Regions from separate parts of the Mus musculus genome. Here all the other regions are linked to region 1. A link is a contact called in public HiChIP or PLAC-seq data. All regions are on one chromosome and are shown on one strand. Each heading gives the region's core, a stretch centred on a gene start, on an enhancer-like site or on the middle of the called end of the contact. The rest is flanking DNA. Distances are from core to core; before and after follow the strand shown. Region 1 holds the start of Srrm1 (serine/arginine repetitive matrix 1). Region 2 holds the start of Fuca1 (fucosidase, alpha-L- 1, tissue). Region 3 holds the start of Hmgcl (3-hydroxy-3-methylglutaryl-Coenzyme A lyase). Region 4 holds the start of Pnrc2 (proline-rich nuclear receptor coactivator 2). Region 5 holds the start of Ldlrap1 (low density lipoprotein receptor adaptor protein 1).

Evidence for each region. HiChIP or PLAC-seq counts read pairs in DNA pulled down with a chosen protein or histone mark.
Region 2: a contact with region 1 is called in an H3K4me3 HiChIP or PLAC-seq map of bone marrow-derived macrophages, with 2.9 times the contacts expected there. The contact joins the promoter of Fuca1 here to the promoter of Srrm1 in region 1. A contact is called at or near these places in 2 of 39 promoter capture datasets (hippocampal neurons and neural stem cells) and 2 of 115 datasets of contacts at active chromatin or transcription factors (astrocytes and bone marrow-derived macrophages).
Region 3: a contact with region 1 is called in an H3K4me3 HiChIP or PLAC-seq map of embryonic stem cells, with 8 read pairs. The contact joins the promoter of Hmgcl here to the promoter of Srrm1 in region 1. A contact is called at or near these places in 1 of 39 promoter capture datasets (cranial neural crest), 2 of 484 Hi-C or Micro-C datasets (both in cortical neurons), 3 of 115 datasets of contacts at active chromatin or transcription factors (bone marrow-derived macrophages, embryonic stem cells and pancreatic cancer cells) and 1 of 9 other capture datasets (pancreatic islet).
Region 4: a contact with region 1 is called in an H3K4me3 HiChIP or PLAC-seq map of bone marrow-derived macrophages, with 3 times the contacts expected there. The contact joins the promoter of Pnrc2 here to the promoter of Srrm1 in region 1. A contact is called at or near these places in 1 of 39 promoter capture datasets (the C10 cell line), 6 of 484 Hi-C or Micro-C datasets (LSK cells, Th1 cells, embryonic stem cells and 2 more), 5 of 115 datasets of contacts at active chromatin or transcription factors (the SCID.adh cell line, bone marrow-derived macrophages, epiblast stem cells and 2 more) and 1 of 9 other capture datasets (liver).
Region 5: a contact with region 1 is called in an H3K4me3 HiChIP or PLAC-seq map of embryonic stem cells, with 10 read pairs. The contact joins the promoter of Ldlrap1 here to the promoter of Srrm1 in region 1. A contact is called at or near these places in 2 of 39 promoter capture datasets (cranial neural crest and liver), 2 of 484 Hi-C or Micro-C datasets (B cells and uterus) and 3 of 115 datasets of contacts at active chromatin or transcription factors (bone marrow-derived macrophages, embryonic stem cells and memory CD8 T cells).

Annotation. Positions count from the first base shown.
Region 1 is chr4:135,351,790-135,354,489 of GRCm38.p6, reverse strand. It overlaps Srrm1 (serine/arginine repetitive matrix 1), which reads left to right and starts at 1,344. Exons shown (of 18, transcript NM_016799.4): 1 at 1,344-1,393. The coding sequence starts at 1,373.
Region 2 is chr4:135,919,375-135,922,074 of GRCm38.p6, reverse strand. It overlaps Fuca1 (fucosidase, alpha-L- 1, tissue), which reads right to left and starts at 1,349. Exons shown (of 8, transcript NM_024243.4): 1 at 925-1,349. The coding sequence starts at 1,271. Cnr2 (cannabinoid receptor 2 (macrophage)) reads right to left here. Exons shown (of 2, transcript NM_009924.4): 2 at 1,856-2,700.
Region 3 is chr4:135,945,077-135,947,776 of GRCm38.p6, reverse strand. It overlaps Hmgcl (3-hydroxy-3-methylglutaryl-Coenzyme A lyase), which reads right to left and starts at 1,329. Exons shown (of 9, transcript NM_008254.3): 1 at 1,237-1,329. The coding sequence starts at 1,296.
Region 4 is chr4:135,872,442-135,875,141 of GRCm38.p6, reverse strand. Pnrc2 (proline-rich nuclear receptor coactivator 2) reads left to right here and starts at 1,296. Exons shown (of 3, transcript NM_026383.3): 1 at 1,296-1,468; 2 at 2,043-2,247; 3 at 2,688-2,700.
Region 5 is chr4:134,766,554-134,769,253 of GRCm38.p6, reverse strand. Ldlrap1 (low density lipoprotein receptor adaptor protein 1) reads left to right here and starts at 1,250. Exons shown (of 9, transcript NM_145554.2): 1 at 1,250-1,438. The coding sequence starts at 1,354.

The sequences.
Region 1 (2,700 bases), core at 95-2,594:
TTAACGTCCTTTCTTTGTACTTAATGGGGTTTCTTTATGTAGCCTTGGCTGTCCTGGAACTCACTCTGTAGACCAGACTGGCCTTGAACTCACAGAGATACCTAGGGTTTTCAACAGCATCGTTCAGCATCCGGGCCTCCTTCAGAATGGATGCTGGGTGGCAAGGTCAGGAACAGGGCTATCTGTGACAGAACTAGTGCAGGAGTTCAACTCAGATAAGGGACCTTGGGCCTCCATCATAGTGGCATGTGTGTTTCCTGAGGGCTTGGGAGTGGGGTGTGCAGGAAAGAGGACTCTCAACAGCAAGATTGTCCTAAACAAAAGGAAAGCTACTGCCATCTACAGAGACAGAGAAGGCTCAAAGACAGCCTCTCTGATTTCCCTGCTATTTCGATTCATTTGATGATTTTGATGGACGAGACGAACCTAGTCATATCTGGTCTGTGGGCGTTCAAATGGGAAAGTCAACCCCCTTTAAGTAGGAAAGCCAGGAAAAGAAAAAAAAAAAAAATGCCTGGAGACATTCGGGTTTCTACACTAGCACTCCTAGGGCAGACATGCCCACTTCCCGACTTTTCCATGAAAAAGCATTAGAGGTGCGCGTGTCTGTGAAAGATGGAATGTTACAAAGTGGCCCCAGAGAAACTTTTCTGGAGAGAAAGCGCTTGGTGAGCACATTAAAGGGCCGGTTTTGGCCCTCTTCCACTTCCTGCCCTTCGGCGTGGTTTCGCAGCAGAAGCACAGAAAGGTATCCAATGGACACCTCAAGAACAAGCCAGATGCGACGCACATCCGGCGAACACGCGGGCTTCATACGAGCTGACGCTGCAGGCTCAACCCCGCCGGCAACCTCCCAAAACCCACTCCTAGCTCAACTTTCACAATGACAACAACTGGCGTATCGGGCCGCCCCTAAGCAAGCATTCTCTTTTATGACTACCCATGCACCCCAGGACTGAGGCTTCCCCCCCGCCCCCCATCTCCCTTCAACTCCCCACATCCTCCCACTACGGATCAAAGGAAGGATCAACTCAAGTCGCGCGAACACCGCTGATCATGCGCCACAAAAAAAAAAAAAAAAAAAAGATCGGTAGGGTTGGGCGACCCAAAGATTCTCCCTCCTCTTTCCATTGGTTCCAGTCGCCCAGCTCGCCTCCCCTCCTAGCGAAAGGCTGCCGCCCTGGTGCGCTTGCGCATGCGCGTCGTTCTCGTGGCGCACTGAGCAGGCGCAGCCGCAGGCCCGCCGGAGCGGGGCGGGTGTAGCGGCGCGCGCAGCCTCCCGGCGCTGGGCTCCCTTCTGCCGGTCCCGCCCTCCGTCGCGGCGGCGCGGTGCACGCTGGGATAGGGAGCGATCTCCGAGCGAGGCGGCAAGATGGACGCGGGATTCTTCCGCGTAAGTCCGAGCGCGGGGATCCGGGGAGAGGCGAGAGGCTTGTTTGTAAGACCCGAGGGGGAGGCGCTCAAAATCCCGGACAGGACGGCCCGCGGAGGAAGGCCTTAGAGACCCCGAGGGGGTTCGTGGGCAGCGTCCCCCGGCCTCGGCGTTGCGGCCGAGACCGGTGCGCCCCTGCGCAGTCTCCTCCTCCGGGATCGTCCCCCCCTACGCGGCGGTGGCGGTGGCCGGAAAATGGCGGCGGGAATGGGCTGGAGCCGAACCTCACCGGCCGCCTGGCGAGGCCCTGTAGGCCGGGCGCCGCGCCGGCCGCCCGGGCTCGGGGCCTAGCGGAGCCTCAAGGAGGAAGTCTTTAGGGGGAGGCCGGTGGGAAGCCCGGGGCGGCTGCGGGGTACCGGTTGTATGGTTTGGGGCTCCGTCCTGAGAGGTGTTTGAGGAAAGGGGCCTTATTATTTTTTTTTTTTAGTGGCAGCTTTGGAGAAAATGGGTGCCCCCCCCCCAAACCCCGACGTACAGCGTCCACCCTCTGGGTCTTAAGCTTTCCCGGCGGCGCAGGGTCAGAGTTCGTGAGCGCTCCCGCCCAATTTGATAGCTCTTCGGGGAGGGGAGCTTAGATAATTTGTAGTTGGAACATTTGAATCGGAGGCTTTTGGAGTGAACGGTGTGTGCGAGGGTGGAGACAGATTACGGTTGTGACTCCGTCGCGCTTCCCGCTCTTCGCTAGCACCCTTTCCCAGCGGCCCATGTCCAGGCAGGGGACGTTACCTTGGAGGTGGTACATAGATCCCACACAGTAAGGCAGTTTATTAGGTCCACTTTGGAAGGAAAGTAGCTACAGGTCGAGATCTAGATGTATGGGAACGTACACTTGTGGGATTAAAAGTAGCAACAAACCCTTTAGGAATCGCTGATTCTTGTAATGCAGAGTAGAACCTTGTAAGACAGCTTGGTAAAAATCCAGATACCAGCTCTCTGTCATACCACTGCTTAGAGTTTTGCATTCTCTGAATCAAGCATATAGTTTACAGTTTGTGTGCATTTTTAAAGAAAAAATTGGAAGGCGGGGGAAGGAGGAGGGAGATAATAAAGGTGCTTCTTGTATGTGGTTCATGAGAGCTTGCCTAGTATGAACAAGACACTGGGGTCTATCTCCAGCACCTCAGATACTTGCACTACAAACTAGGCACTTAACCTTTGTAGTCAGTACTCATTTCTTATGGCACCGAAGTTAACACTTAAAAACAGTCGAAGGTTTCTTTCACTTGTCAATTGTCTCTTTTTCTCCCCCCACCCCCTTCAGTTTTTGT
Region 2 (2,700 bases), core at 100-2,599, 570 kb before region 1:
TGAGCTTTCTGGAGCTTTCACTTCCAGATCATAGACCTGCAGTCTAGGACACCAGGCTCCTTCCTCTCCTTCCTCTCTCTGGGCTAGTTACCTCGTCCATTAAACAGGAAGTCTGGAAAAAGGCTGGAGTTCAACTTTGTAAATTACGGCTCTCAAGATGGCAAGATGACAGATTTCTGTTCCCTCAGGCCTTTTACTTGGCGAAAATACTAAGTGCCAGCTATACACAGCCTTTCCCTTCGGGGGAGAAAACCTAACGTCCCGAGGGAATAAAAAGTCGGAGTTTGGCAGAAAATCAATGAAGAGAGCGGAGGACTACACTAAGCCAGGAGCGGGAGGCTGCCCTCACAGTGGCCAAATCCCGCGTCCAAAGTCAGCCAATATTTTCTCTGGCTTAGAGGGCTCTCAAAACGCACTTCCTCTGCAGGGCTTTGCCCAAACAACCCCCTTCCTCCTCTGAGTTCTACTATAAGCAAGTGAGAAGTGAGGGAGACCCCAACAAAGAGCAACCCCAAACTTCCATCCTTCCTTCTTCCTTTAGAGGCACAGGGCTACAAGGAAGTCAGGCGGCGCTTTTTTATAAGCTTCCACGGACGGACGCTACCCGTAGCCTAAGGGGACTGGTCAGATCTACAACTCAGGGCCACCGACGGGAATCTGGGCTGTGTTCTGGACCTTTCAAACGAGACACCGATGTAGCCTGATTCTAGTCTCTCTCCGCACAGGTGTACCACCCAGTGCTTTCCCGCCTTAATTTTATTTTATTTTATTTTATTTATTTATTTTTTTAACTGATCCTCAGCTGGATTCTCGTCTTTAGCGTCCTTCCTCCGAGATGCAGAACGTAGGGTCCTGGACCTTCCGAGGTCAGGCAGCGCCGGCTATGGCCTGCCTGCTCCCGCCTCGCGCCCGTCCCGCACTCACTTGGCCCCGGCAGCCTGAAAGAGTTCGGCCCACTGATCCGGGTGGAAGAAGCGCGCTGTGAACTGCGGTGCGAAGTCGGCGTAGCTGAAGCCGGGCGGGTAGTTTTCTGTCATGAAGCGCTGGTAGGCCGGCATCCGATCGCCCTGCCAGTGCCACCAGAACCATTCACTGCCCCAGGCGGGCACCGAGAACACCCCCCAGTGCACGAACACCCCGAACTTGGCCTCATCGAACCAGCTCGGCAGTGGCCGCGAGTCCAAGCTCTGCCAGTCCGGAGTGAAGCGGCGCGGAGCCAGGGCCACTGCCTGGGCCGCAGCCACTAGCAGCAGCAGCAGCAGCAGCAGCATCCCAGAGTCCACAGCCCACCACTCAAGTTCAGCTCCTACATCCTTGCTTCCGGGCCCGCACCGCCCCCCTCTTAACACGCAAGCGCCGGCGAGTAGCCCCGCCTCTCAGAGTAACGATTGGCTTGGAAGGAGAGGGGGTGGGGTCAGGCTTGCGGCTCTGGAGCGCCCTCTGGCATTGGAAGGGAGAAAGACTTAAGGCGGCGTTGCTGGTTCTGCTCTATTGAATTTAAATTCCGTAGACTCGCCTAAGGATTTAATTGCCGGATTCCCCGCAAGTGAGAAAGACCCAAGGTGTGGGGAAAACTGGGAGAAGTCCACGTTGTTGCACCAATCTTCAGGGGAAGGCTGAAGCCAGGTCGTTTTATTTAGTGACTATTTAGGAGCCGCGGGTTCTCTGTGCTATACCTCCAGCCAGCAGGTGGAGTTTAGCAGATTGGAGAGTTGCCGAAGAGATTGAGAAATAACAAGGTTAGAAGGAGCTTTATGCGGAGGGAGAGAAATGGCTGCTGAAAGATTAAGGGCAGACGTGGTTATTTTAGTCTATCTTTTGTCCGTTGAACTTAACAAGAACTCCGAGGAACTTAAACATTTTTTTAAAAAAAGATTTATTTACTTATTTTATGTATATGAGTACACCATCGCTCTCTTCAAACATACCAGAAGAGGGCATCAGATTCCATTACAGATGGTTGTGAGCCACCATGTGGTTGCTGGGAATTGAACTCAGGACCTCTGGAAAAGCAGTCTGTGCTCTTAACCACTAAGCCATCTCTCCAGCCCTAGACATTTTAATTTAATTTAGAATTGTAACTTAAATTTATTTTGAGGTAAGGGGGTCTCAACTAGCTCAGGCTGGCTTCGAACTTACAGCTACAGTAACTTTGCATTCCTGATCTTCCTGCTTGTACCTCAGGAGTGCTGGGATTACAGGTAGGGGATGGCACTGCCATTCCTGGTTTTAGGTAGTACTGACCTTTGAACCCAGAGATTTGCTCTTGCAGATGCAGCACTCTACTGACTGAGCTACACCTCAAAAACTTTGAGGGTCTCTCAGAGAGCTTAGTTAGCATCTAACTGAAGAAAACCTGACTCAGGAGTACAACACTTGCTTGGTACACCGGAAGGCCGGAGCTTCAGTCTGGCACCGCTAAACAAGCATGCCTGACCCACACACAGGGGACCACTGAGGCATGAGGGACCAGAAAAATTGAGAGCCAAGAGAACCCTCTTGCCCTGGGAAAATCTCTAAAACTCATATGGCCAGTCACCCAATTCCTCTACAGTCAGCACACGCCCAATGGTATATGGTGTGTGCCCATAACTTCAGGAAGTATGGGAGCCAGAAGTCACATGGTCCATATGGCACAAAGGTCTCCATGGTTGCAGAGATAACCACAGCATGTTAGAGCAATGAGAGGTTTTAATGGCC
Region 3 (2,700 bases), core at 80-2,579, 590 kb before region 1:
ACCAAAGTTATATAGAAAGAAACTTTGTCTTAGATAGATAGATAGATAGATAGATAGATATTATGACCCACCATGTTACTTAATTCTCATTCTCTCCCCCTCTCCCCCTCGGGTTTATTTCCTTAACTTTTCACGTTGATATTTGCCTTTTCATTTGATCCCTGAGCAATCATTGGAAGTGGGTAGACTAAAGATGCAGAAGTGGCTTTCTTTTTCTTTCCCATTTTTTTTGTTTTTGTTTTTTTTTTTTTTTGTTTTTTTTTTGTTTTTGTTTCTTTCGACACAGGGTTTCTCTGTGTAGTCCTGGCTGTCCTGGAACTCGCTTTGTAGACCAGGCTCCCCTCGAACTCAGAAATCCGCCTGCCTCTGCCTCCCGAGTGCTGGGATTAAAGGCGTGAGCCACCATGCCCGGCCAGAAGTGGCTTTCTGGGCTTTCTGAGAGGCACCCACGAGCTGCAAGGAAAGTAGTTTTTCCAAGTGCTAATACAATGCCTAAACTCCCCAACATAAAATCGTAACAGCGCCATCACAGAGCTGAGGGTGTAGCAGTGACGCTGGCGCTGATCGCTCCTAAGTCCAACTCTCACAAAGCACCACCACCGACTGACTGGTCACTCACTAAATCATCCTGAGACTCTGCATTTTACGTATAAGCAAGCTGAGTACACACCTCTGTCACTCAGCCTAGAAAGTGGCAGATCACCCGGACACCAGTTTGCGGTTTAGCCAGCACAGCTCTTTTTGCCCCCCCCCCCTTCCTTCAAATAACTGCGCGTGGTCAGAATGCCAGGACCAAACATGCCCAAAGGACAGTTCTGAGGGAATCCCTGTCCGGCCCACGCGATCCAAGTTCTCCCCAGGCGTCCATAAAAGCAACAAGGGCCGAGTAAGGCGGCAGACAGGGATGCTTGTGTTTCCCACACTGAACACTGTTTTCCACTAATGAAGGGCCGGAGAGATCCGAAGCTCAAATAGGGGAAGGAGTCAGGGTCACCGTAAGGGAGGTAGGACGCCCAGGATGGTGTCCCCGGTCTCCACAGTCACAGCGGGTCGATTCTCTTCCCGCCGCCTCAGTTTCCCCGTTTCTTGCAATGGATCTGAGCCAGACCGGCTGGGTCCGGAACTCTCAAATCCTCCCGGCAACAGTCCCTCGAGCGGTCCCGCTCCTCCGCCTGTCACAGCAGCTGAGGAGGCCCGCCCGATCCCATGACTGTCACCCGCCTGGGGAGCACTTACAGCCCGGAGGGACGTCAAGCCCACCAGCCTCCGCGGGAAAGCCTTCCTCACTGACGCCATCTTCACTCCGGAGGCCAACCCACTGGGCACCACGTGACCGCCGATCCCTCTGTGGGCGTGGTTAGGGCCGGAGGCGGTGCATCGCTCCTCTTGTGAGGCTCCCAGTTTGGTTCCTCCCCTCAGCCTGTCTGTTTTCTTTTCCTACTCCCCTCTAAGTAGCTCTACCCTCCAATCATGCCCACTCCATGATTTTCTGAACACGTGTCCCATGAAGAGCCATGACATTTGACAGCCCATGTGTAGATCCCGAGATTTTTTTCACCTCCACCTGCTTCCCCCACGTCTTAAATCACGCCCGGTTCCAATCCAGGGCCATTTATCTGCCTTCTGAAAGGCGTTGTGTTCCCAGGGCGTGTTGGGGTTGAAGATGACTGGGAAGCTGGTGGGCCAAGCCGATGGCTCCTTTAGTCTTAAAGGAACAGGGAAGGCAAGAAGGCCTAGGTTAGCGAAGGACTGCTATAACTGTGGGCTTCTAGGGGCTACTACTGGTGCTCGGGTGACTTGTGAAACCCTGAAGCTAGCCATTAGGAAATCATTGTGTCCCTGTGTATACACTGTCTTACTTCCTTCTTGTCTTCCCGTCCTCAGCCTCAGTGGGGAAGTCTTCAAATGACTAAACATGCGTGTGCATCATGCAGAATGGCGCAGATCCCGCCCCAAAGGTTAAGGTCACAAAGTAGAATATAAAGGTTCACTGTGGAGCTGGTGAGATGGCTCAGCGGGTAAGAGCACTGACTGCTTTCCCGAAGGTCCCGAGTTCAAATGGTGGCTCACAACCACCTGTAGTGAGATCTGGCCCTCTTCTGGTATGTCTGAAGACAGCGACCATGTACTTATTAAATAAATCTTTGGGCCTGAGTGAGTGGTGGCCGACTAGAGCGAGCAGATGTCCTAAAATTAAATTTCCAACAACCACATGAAGGCTCACAACCATATGTACAGCTATAGTGTACTCATATACTCCATGTAGACCAGGCTGACCTAAACTCAGAGATCTGCCTGCCTCTACTTCTGCCTACTAAGTGCTGGAGTTAAAGATATGTGCCACGATGGCCACCAAAGTTTTAAATTATTACTAGTGTATTTACTTCATGTGCATGGCTGTTTTGCCTACATGTAAGTCTATGTAGAACACCTGTGAGGCCATAAGAGTGAAGCAAGAAAAACATCTTTGCTAAATCCTGACCTGACCTTGGGCTGACATTGAGGTCAGCTTGACCCTCAGGCACTTACAGGAATTTTTGCTAACCTGCTCTGGCCTGCTTTTGTAACCACAAGGCTTTCTGCTCCCATCAAGCAAAAACAAACCTGTCTCCACCTCTACTTTGTTTTTTTTTTAATATTTACTTATTTTATGTATATGAGTACAGTGTAGCTGTACAGATGGTTGTGAGCCTTCATGTG
Region 4 (2,700 bases), core at 47-2,546, 520 kb before region 1:
GACAGTGCTAAGACATGGTGAATGCCGGAACCATGCTCTCCCAAAGGGCAGCCTGACGCTGACCTTGTAGGAGAGAGCAGGCTCAGCCAGGTGGCAGGACACAGGCAGGCTTCATGGCACCCAAGCTTTCCGACAATGTGGGTAATGGTGTCCTCTATGTCAAGCACCTTTTAGGCACAGAGAAGAAGGGCACATGAGCCCAGGCTCTTGAAACTCACTGTAGCATTATGCTTTGAAGTGTGGCACCACTGAGATGTCCTGAATCCAAGAACACTGGAAATCAGAATAGCACCTTGCCCTTAAAATTGCTGAGACTGGAATGAGATGACATAAGCAAAAGTCTAGCATGAGGTAGGGAGCAGATAAAACACCCTAGATGCATTTGGACAGGCTTGCAGAATTCTGGACCAACTTAATTCTGGACAGCAATGGCTATATAGATAGATGTGTGAGTGTGTGTGTCTTATTTGCATCACAATTTGGAGCCAATGAAACGTTTTTGTTTTGCTGAGATGGGGGTTTTGCTATGTACTCCAAACTGACCTCAAAACTGAGAAGCTGTGATTACAGGCCTGAATGAGGCAAGACACCTGGCACATTTACCCCCAGAATTATTCACTGAAATTGGTGTTCACCCTTGAAATGTTGACTCTAGGATACACGTTTTTCTTTTTCTCTTAAACAAAAGATATCTCTCCTTTCTTTCCCGAACCTTGCTGTCATTCTTGAGCGGTATATTTCTTTTCTCTAGTTTTCCCACTTTCGAAACAAGACCAAAAAATGTGTAGGGATCCAGCAAGTGCTGTGTATAGAAAAAGCAGGCCCTGATAGTAGTGACAGTCTCAGGTACCGAGAAAAAAGTGAAGCTAGATCAGAGGAGACATAAAAAAGGAAGGTGGTCATGTGCAGAAATAGTTGCCGGGCTCTGGGTGGGGTGAATATGACCCACGGCAGCTCTGGGGCTGGCCCAGTGACCGCAGGACAGAAAGGGCCAGGAACAAAGACGGGCGCCGCGCAGAGGTCTGGTCACGGAAGTAAAGTACGGGCCCCGCTGCCAGAGGCCAGCAGAAGAGCAGCTGCCCTCCGCCAGCCGGGGAAAGTCCAGCAGCGCGGCTCCCGAAGCGGGCCAGTTATTCCCGACATGCTCCTCCCGCAGGATTTCAAACCATGACAACAGCCACCCCGCACTCCCCCCCCCCCCCGCGTGCCCCAGCAACAGGCGGTGGCTGGCGTCTCATTGGCCGCGGGACGCGCTGCCGCGTCCTCATTGGCTGCACAGTCTCCGGTCCTCTTCCGCGCTTGCAGCGGCCTCCATTTTGTCGGGAAAGGCAGTAGGAGGTTGGTCCCCAGACGGAGTTGTGATCCGTGACTCGTTCGTGGGCTGTTAGATCCGTGCATCGTTTCTCCCTGTAGAGGGAAGGAGGCTTGGAGGTCGAGAGGGAGCCGCCGCCGCCGCCGCTCGAAGTCGGTGAGTGTGGCGGGGGCGGCCATGTTGGCCATCGCGGGCACCATTGTTGGGCCTGGCTGAAGAGGAAGTGAGGCCGGTCGGGTGCGACCGACTCCCTGGGAGCGGAGCCGCGGGCTGAGGCTGCGAGCTTGCAGGTTCACTGTGCGGGTGACTGCGAGTGCGGGCCTTCTGACTTACAAAGTCGGAGGCTTCTCAGCCTTGTGAGGGTGTTTGCTAATTAGAACAGAGAAACCTTTCCCCTTAGAGGCGTGATCTTTAGGAATGTAAGGTTATTATGGTTTGTGAAAAATTATGGCACCCGTTACCGGAGTCATAGGCGAAATCACGATGCGCGCTGTTGGGAACAGAACCTTGATGTGGAAATGGCTGTGCGGGTCCTAGTTTCACTTTAAAACGGGTAAGAGTTGCAGGTAAGCCCCCAAGAGTTGTAAGCTGATATTTATGAGGTCAAAGAAAGTCGTGGTCTCATACATCATCTATGAAGCTTTGAGGAAGCAGCGACAGCCATTTCTGTAGAATGTCTAAAAGATCACTTTTTGGGGTTATTTTCAAGTAATTCTCTTTCCTTTTCTAGCTAGGACTTCTCTCAAACTTGTGTGCTGAGGAGACTCGATGTGGACCTCAGCTCCTAGGCTGAAATCAGCAGACTGGCTCATGAAAACTTGTGTACTGAGACAAAGGAAAGGATCTAGCAGAAAGCAACGTCTCTTATCCTGGGCTTGGCAGCAAGGAAGAGGACAAGTAGTGGAAATCCTTCAATCTGAAAAGCAAACTGAAAGGTATAAAGATTCCCATCACAGTGGGGCCAATTATCTTAGGAGTGAAGCAATTCTAAACTATTAAGGTCAGCGGCCATGCATGGCGATGCTGCAGTATTATGTGCCTGTAATTCCAGCACTCCAGAGTTTGGGGCAAGACTGCTTAAAGTTGGAGGCCAGTCTGGTATAGGAGACCCCACCAGCCACGGGTGGCTTTCGGTGTGTGGGGTTATTTCTTTTAGCTTGTACAAAGAATGAAAGAAGAGCTTGCTTTAATTTTTTTCTTCTTTCAATTTCACAAACTGGTATCTAGCTCACGACTTTAGTTTTTTGAGGTAGATGGTTTTGAAGTCGAGCCTAATGCCATCTTGTCATATTTTCTTCAACACTTCTAGAACTGGAACTATGGAAACATCACAAGGAACATGTGGAATTTATTGTTTACATGTATTTACTTACAGGTGACAAAGAAGC
Region 5 (2,700 bases), core at 1-2,500, 590 kb after region 1:
CAGGCGGAGCACTTGGAACAGACAGGAGGTTTAGAAAGAGTGGAATGTGAGCCAGGCCTCCTTGGGCAGCTAGAGCACACAGCATGTGTGTCTCCCAGCCAGAAGAGATCTGCTGGCTTCTGAAACTAGCCAGAGGTCACAGCTGCGCTGCTGAAGCCCAGCTTCTGGAAGCCAGGTAGTGAACGCCAGACTCCTTTGGGCACAGTCTGAACCAAGGGTTAGCGGGTTTTTTGGTTTTTTGTTTTGTTTTCTTGGTTTTTTTTTAATAGTTAGAATTCTTTGTTATTTGGGTTTTCTGAGACAAAGTTTCACTCTATACCCCAGGATGCCTTGGAACTTGCAGGAATCCTCCTGCTTCAGCTCCATGAGCGCTATGATTACCGGTCTGAGCCATCGCTCCTGGCTCTAGAGTTAAATTACCAGCTTCCTGGGGCTGGAGCAGGTGCTGCCTTGGAAACAGGCTAGAGCAAGGCTACACACCGAGGGCCTGCCCAGACAGGCCGGTGGGTGCACTACAGATAGGATCACGCTTCATTTGACAGATATCATGACTCAGAGCAGGGAAGGACAGCCTGGGTCACACAGCATGCCTGAGTCTGCGTCTAAGGTTGCAATGTCCCTGAGACTGTGGGGGCAGAGGACAGCTAAGAAAGCTGCTAAGGGCATCTACCAATACACTCCCGATCCTTCCCAGCAAAATTCGCGGCCTTCATTCCCTCGTTCAAAGACTCCCATTGCTTTGGTGCGCCCCTCACTCATATTTATTTAATTATTTACATTTATTTTGTGTATGTAAGCAATGGGGGAGGTGCCACTGTTAGCGCCAGGAGGTCAGAGGACAATTTGCAGGAGTTGATTCTCTTCTTCTACCGTGTTGTCTCCGGGATCATTGTCAAGCTTGGCGGCAAGTGCCTTTATCCACTCGACCCTCTCCTTCCCATCTATCGTTTTTTTCTTTCTCTTATTTTTGAACAAGACCCTTATCGTTCTACCTTTCACTCTTCCCATCGGTGAAACGGTATCCAGGTGCCTTTTAGCTGAGCTATCTAGAAGGCCATGGGATCCCGTAGCTAGAGAACGGGGAAAGGCGCTGGGCTGGGAGCCTTGGTGGGTTCTGAGTTTAGGAACACCGCGCGTGCAGCCTCGGAGCCGGTCCAGGTCCGGGAAGGGCGGGGTTGCGCTCTAGGGGCGTGGCGGTGGGCGTAGCCCCTCCGGCCCCGCCCCTAGACGTCGCGGGGAGGGCGGGGGAGGAGCGCAGCGGGCGCGCGCCGCCTGGCCCGGCGGAAAGTTTTCCTGGAGGAGTTTTGGCGGCGGTAGCGGCGTCAGTGGCGGCGGCGACAACCGGAGCGGGCCATGGACGCGCTCAAGTCGGCGGGGCGCGCGCTAATCCGGAGCCCCAGTCTGGCCAAGCAGAGCTGGGCGGGCGGCCGGCACCGCAGTGAGTGTATGCGCCCCGGGTCGGGCCTCCGCCGAGCTCCGGGCCAAGGTGGACTGGGTGGCTTCGTCCCGCCCCGCGCGGCGGGGCCGGGGGTCATGTCCGGCTGCACGTCTGGGGCAGGTCGACAGGGATCAGGCTTAACTCGGGGTCCCCAGGTGTGGCGCGAAGGGGACGTCTAGAGCCTCTCTACCCACTCCAGCACAACCTACAGGGTCCCCTCTGGACGCTGGAGTTTCGCAGGTCCCTGCCTCGAGGGGCGATCCCAGCCCGGGTGCCATTCAGGGTCCCGCTTCCTCCCCTCTGGACGCGTCCAGGTGGCGAGGCTGGAGCCCAGGCTATTTACAAACCCTGTTTTCCTCCGTACTTTTCCTTGGGGGCTGGTCCGAGTCCCTGGGCACCTAGGCAAAAGGCAGACTCAGACTCGCTGCCATTTCTCCCGGGAGTCTGGAAGGGTGGAGAGGAGCCTCCCCCAGCCACCTCTCGGGTTACTTTCGGAGAGCCGTCACCTGGCACCCTCCCCCGAGGCCTGAGAAACCTAGCTTAGGTCCCTCCTCCCTTTTCATTCGCGTGGGATGATCACCCAGGCCTTCCCTTTCTGATGTGAAGCCAAAGTACCCGGGCTCGCGGCACACCCTCACCTGCCACCTACCTGGGGCCCCCCACCTCTCCCACTAACAGTACCCCCTCCCCGCCCCCAGCTTCTCGTCAGCACCTTCCCTTGCCGGGCTCCACCAGGGGAGCCCGAGTTTCCTAGTCCCTGGAGCGCCAGCGTGTCTGGGCCTCGGGAGCCCGCCCTGCCCCTCCTCATTCCCACTGTGGTGTTCCAGTTGTGGGCTCCTCCTAGCCCTGACTGGCATCGGGAACGCGTGCTGGTGCCTACTGGCGGGGGTGGGGTCAGAGGCCCCTTGGGCAGGGCATGTACTGACTTCCACACTTAACTACCAAAATAGCCCTTCAAAAATTCGTGGGATGTGACCAGGGCTTCTGAGTGTGACCTTCTCTTCCAGTGGACGAACCCTGTGGTTTTTCTACTGGGACAAGAGAGAGAAGGGTGGGTGGGGAAGAGGTCTGAAGGGGAGGGAGCCAGGAAGCAGGGGATGAATCTAGGGCATCAGGGTACATTTTGGATGGTGAGAAGTTTCCCTTCCAGCTCCAGCCTTAAGGCCGATCACTTGTTCTTAGTGATTCTGTTTCCTATCCTGGAAAATAGGGATAAAATTCCTGCGGGGCTGGGGATGTGTGTGTTGTGTTTGGTAGGATGC